Regions from separate parts of the Gasterosteus aculeatus genome. Here region 1 is linked to region 2. The links are chromatin contacts, called in public Hi-C maps. All regions are on one chromosome and are shown on one strand. Each heading gives the region's core, a stretch centred on a gene start, on an enhancer-like site or on the middle of the called end of the contact. The rest is flanking DNA. Distances are from core to core; before and after follow the strand shown.

Region 1 (2,796 bases), core at 216-2,715, 79 kb after region 2:
GCCGTTTCAAAATCATGGAGCCATGTGCTCCGGGTGTGCCTGTGAGATCAGCAGTAGGATGAAAGGAGTCACGGGAGAGGCCTCGGCGAGAATAGCTCCTCCTTTTCATTTCCCTCCCCCAACCAGCATACGACCTTGTGGCCTGCCCTCGTTTAAACACACAGGCTGCAGTGGGAGTGGGAGAGTAAAGCCAGCTTTCGGTCCGACACTCAATGAAGTGATGTACGAGATAATGTACATGACACGCTAATCCTCGGTTTAATTCTCATGGCCTGCTTGGTCTCTGTTGGCTTCCCTCTGTGCCAGCACTTCTTTTGTTTGGCCTAATAAGTTGCCTTTCTAGTTTGACAATCTTTAACACAAAAGCGGTATTTTCAAAAAGGTTTGGCAGGGCATCTGGTTGCGTCCCTCCGACAAACCTTGGAAATATGTGACCTACCAGCAGCAAAGACTGTTGGATGTTTGAAATTGTGACATGTGTCATTAGTGCCCAACACAAGTAATGCGGTTTCTAGCGAAAAGTCTTTTGCATTAATTGCAAAAAAAACTAAGTGTAGCCATCCATGTAAAGGCAACATTATTGAGGAGACACCATAAACAAGAACAAAATAAAACTCTACAGACAATCAAAGCACATTTTGTCACGGTTGTCGGCTAAAAAACATCATGCTGCTGTAGAGCATTGCACATTAAAAGGCTGATTTAACTATTTCTAGGATTCATTGTCATGCAGCATATACAGTGTGAGTGGAAATGAGTGTTATTGACTATTGTGGATTGACACTGATATTTTGTTTTAATTAGCAATCACACATTTACTGTTGAACCAATTAAAAACAAATGTCCTCAGTAGGCTTAAGTAATATTATAATATAAAACTGCTTTTGCATGTCTATCATTAATCATCATCATCATTTCATTAATAGATGAGGTTGTTGTAGATGAGGGCAGTTGCTTAAAAAGCACAGTGGAAAACCTGCCAGAGCTTATTTAGATTTTTTTGGGGTTTACTTTGCGTAACTTTTCGTGTTTATTTCGAAAAATTTCAACAGAATAATTTCTTCATGTGACAGAGTTCCTCCTTTTATAACTACACAGCTTAGAACAAAACAGAGTATTTTAAATAACCTCTATTTATCATTTTACATAAGACAAGATACCGCCTACCTGCTCGTGGGAAAGGACGGGCAAAGGCAGTTTATCCCGGGTTACTCAGATCACACACAGTGGCCGGCTGATATCTGTGGGTATGCCTGAACCGGAGCGCTTTGCATTTGACTTTGCTGGATCTCTGAGTCTGTCAGGTGACTGCAGAGGGCCCAGTCAGGGGGGGGAAGTTTTGAAAGTCTAAAAGGGGGGGAGGGGAGGGAAGAGGGTGGTGTAGGAGAGAGAGGAAAGAACTAGAGAGGATGGAATGATGGAGGAAGGAGATTTTAGTAAATGTTGAAACGGGTAAAGATTGAATCAGATGTATTTTAATACTCTTTTCCCATCTCTCTACAAGGCACGTGTGGGCAGCTTAGCCAAGCAGAAGAGGCCTTTGGACGGCTCTCTGGGCTTTCTCCGTGGGTGTTTTGTCAGGGTCAGTCTGGCTTTTGTTCAGCGTGAATTCCAGCCTAATGGAATGGCCCCTGCTGGGCACCAGCGCCATGGTACTTCATTTGAGTGCCCCCACCTCTGCATTCACTGGCACTATGTGTCCTCCATAAAAGTACAGTAGAGCAAATTCCCTTTAATACTGAAAAAAAAACAACTACTTGAGCTTTGGATGTGAGGTTAAGTCTACTGTTGTGTTACTAACAAATTAAAACCTTGTTAAATTTGGCCAACTAAATTATTAATGCCCTGATTAACACATGTTCAAATGATGAAATGTCTCTATAATGTAACAGCAGGATGCTTGAATTAACAAGTGAAAGTTCATATATGCTGATTGCATGCCCTCTTTGCTCTGCTGCACCGTGAGGCCCAGTCACGGGACAGTGTTGTTTTGACACAAAGTCAGGATTGTCATTGTGAAGATTTGTGTAGAAGTACAATACTTTGCTTTCTTTCTCAAGACTGCTGGTCCGTGTTTTTGAACAAATATGTCTGTGTTTTTGGTTCCGCATGTCCGTGTGAGTCTCAAAGACTCCCTTGTTAGGCATCAACGGGAGGGGAACTGGAGCTGGGAATCCACAGATTGAATTTGTGCGATTGAGAATGTATTATTAAATATGATACTCAGAGGGGGAAAGGTAAAATCAACAGCGGCAAAAGGGATTTGTGTAATGATATAAAAGGGAGGCAGTGACATTCAATCCAAAACAGAGCGAGGATGTTTAGAAAGTGAGTACATACCATAAAGTGTGAGTACTAATGCACACTTTTCATTAAATCTAGTGTCTATTCTTACCTCATACTTTTCAAATGTACACAGGGAAATCTTTTTGCCACAGAATGTGGAAAAATGTATGTAACCCTTCAAAATGTTTCATTGAATGAACAAGGTTATAAATTGCAAATGCTGGGATGGTGTGATAAAGAATTGAGCTGGAGTGTCTCACGCCGATAAGATGCCAGTCTGCTGCCTGTAGAGACACAACAAGTCGGTTTGGAGGCCGCCTGTAGGTATAAGAAAGAACTGCCTGGCCCTGTTGTGGGAGGAGGAGGGTTCTTGGCAGTCTACTGAGCACGTAGCTGTTGTGACCGTTTTTCCCTTGCAAGGAAATAAACGGAGAAAGACATATTTGACTCAGAGCCTTATTCTTATTTACCGATCTCTTTACCGATGTCTGTGCAAAGTCTTCCACAACA
Region 2 (2,812 bases), core at 158-2,657:
GTCATCGCTAATCGTTGTGGTAAATTATTGGGAGGCTGATGTGATTTCATACTGGCCCTGCAGTGTTGATTTTATTGGGTTTTGACAAATTGTAAACGGGATGGAGAATGAATACGGGAATAGAAAAAGGGAGCACTTTAACTTTTTTTTTTCCTATTAGAAATAAATGGAAACACTGTGTTGACTTGTGACACATCACAGTGGAAACAGGCGTGCGTGAATGACACCCCGGGGCTCCGATATTCATATCTCATGAAAACATGCCGCGGATTCTCTTTGTTATGTTTCAAAGACTAAATTAACTATCCGAATCAAAGCAACTTGACATTTAGTCACTTTCTTAAAAATAGGTAAATAAATAAATGAGTGAGGTTAATGTTTGTGTTGTCTTTGTTTTAAATGAAGAAATACCCCACAAACTGAGCACCCATCACGCAGGCAAATCATTAATTTTTGGATTGTTATGTAGACACAATTTACATATAAATGTGTTTTGTATAAATACAAAAAATAGAAATACACTATAGTGATAAATGACACCCTCAAGACTCAAATTTACAATTCAAATGTTAAACGTGCTGATTATATTCAAGAACAATTTGACCTTTTGTAATTAGGTTTTTTTGGGGGGCTTCAAATGGAATTTTACATGTTTTCTGTTGCAGTTAAGATTGTCATGGTTGACTTTTCCCTCATTTTTAACTACGTAAGAATACTTTTGGTTGACACTGGCCGACACTACAGGTTTATAATATAATCAAAAGCTGGAAAGTCCTGTTATTCTGCTTCTTACTTCTTGTCCCCCACATTTTAAAAAGGCAAATATTGTATTTCACAACTATATTTATACTTTAATCGTTTATTCAAGTGCTGCAGTCATTATTCACTCTTACCTTTTTACCGCGATGTAAAATATATGGTATTCATTATTATTAAAAGGCCCTGCACAGCACCACAGGTGTTCTCAGCCACTTTGGCTGATTGGACCTTCTAGAGCGAAGCTCTTTTACATCGTGGTACGGATACTTTTCCATGAGAAAAGGGGAAGTATTTCCTCGACTACTGATTGTTATCAAAGCATGAAATAATTAGGACAGATGCACAGCATATTTAAGCTAAACGAGGTTCTGTTTTTTAGCAGTTCCTCTATACAAATCTATGAGAAGCAATAAAGACCTGATCACAGTGCTTCTACCTCTAATAAAAGTTATTGTTTCATAATAAAAACGCGTTACATATGTAAACTATAGACCATCAACACCCCGTTTCTGCTTCCAGAGGCCGCCATTCCACATTTCGTCCACATGGTGGCATCGTTCCGCGTGTCGCTCTGTGTGTGTGTGTGCAGGTGCGCGTGTGTGCATTTGGATGTTTGTGCACACGTGTGTGCGTACCATCACGTGTTTGACGGCGCTGATCTGACTCAGGCTAATGAATGCTGCCAATGCGGCTGACACAGAGTGACACGGGGGACAAGAAAAAGACCCTCTTCTCTGCCAAGGCCTCCATCTCCGAGCCTTTAAATAACCCCCGCGCGGCCCACTGCATGTTTATTAGTCATGTACCAGACGAGCGGCTGACGGACGCGGATGCTCATTACCTGTTAGTGTTGCTTCATCTGTGCCCTGTGAGGGTCATCACTCAGAAGCAAACAGGCCCGACGCGGGCACAGGTTGGAGAAGTGATATTTGACTGAACTGAACGCTCCCTGATCAGACCAATGTGCATGCAGTATAGTGGGCATATTGTGCTACCAGTGGAGCATGTTCCCATGAGAGTTTTGACTAATAATAATGCCCCTGTCCTCTCTTTTACCCGCCTCCCCAGGTATTTTCTCAGTAGGTTAGGTTACCTTACATCTGCATAAGTAACACACATCCCTTTTTTTTTGTATATCGAGATATCTGATATTCTGGCAATTGTGCAGTGTGACATGCTGTGGCCCGGGAGGCAGACCTGCCCCGTCCCCCTCGCGCCTCCACGCATGACATCACCATCGTCTGCTTTTAATTAAAAGACAGGAATTGGCAGTTGTGGGAAATATGAGCAAAATATTTGAATTTCAATCACTATTACACTTCCCTTATTTCACACTCGCTGCACCCGCGGAATGTGCCGCGCTGCTGCACAGCCAGTGATGGGATCACTCACTGAGCATTAGGCCCGGGAGCAGAGCAAGGAGGGGAGAGGGCCGTGCAGAACTGTCGGCCCGGAGCGGTAGCTACTTTTCGTGCAAGAGGGCTCAGTTTGCATCGACGGTGACGCTTGCACACAATGCCCCTTTGGCGGCGTTACCACGCAACAGCAGTGGGGTAAAAAGATTAAACGGAAGGAGGCAATTATTTATTATACATCTCAATATGCAAAGATGCATCATCTAAGTAAATATTGGCTAATTTGTACACATTTCCACATCACAAACCATGCATTTTTGACACATTAGTCAAAGAATTTGTATTTCTACTTCATAAACCAGAAAATACTGTTCACAACCATAAAACAAACTGTCTATGTTTAAAAAAAGTTCTCTAAATCATTGTTTGAACAATATATAAACAAACCCCTCAGTTAAAACCTTCAGAATAAAGGGATGTTTGGTGTATGGAAGCGGTACTGAGCTGGAATTATCTTGTTTAGAGAAATAAATAAAGTGCACTTTAAAATACGTAAATCCAGTTGACGTAGGATTAAAATACAGATGATCAAATGGCACAATGAATTCTCCCTCTGTTATCTTACATTGAACAAGAGTTTAAACATCTTGCAGAGTTTAACAAAAATCTACAAGGGTGAAGAGACTAAGCACTAAAAG

The links. A called contact is a pair of places that touch in the nucleus more often than the background predicts.
Region 1: a Hi-C map of tail fin shows a contact between it and region 2, with 6 times the contacts expected there. The contact joins the promoter of slc52a3-2b here to the enhancer-like site in region 2. A contact is called at or near these places in 5 of 6 Hi-C or Micro-C datasets (blood and trunk muscle, skeletal muscle, tail fin and 1 more).

Annotation. Positions count from the first base shown.
Region 1 is chr20:16,029,585-16,032,380 of fGasAcu3.hap1.1, forward strand. slc52a3-2b (solute carrier family 52 member 3-2b) reads right to left here and starts at 1,466. Exons shown (of 4, transcript XM_040166106.2): 1 at 1,168-1,466.
Region 2 is chr20:15,950,819-15,953,630 of fGasAcu3.hap1.1, forward strand. No RefSeq gene overlaps it. Among protein-coding and RNA genes, the nearest start is that of LOC120810967, 13 kb to the right of the region's middle. Within about 2 kb of position 1,408, at least 1 of the 9 cell types and tissues checked has open chromatin away from gene starts, as enhancers often do.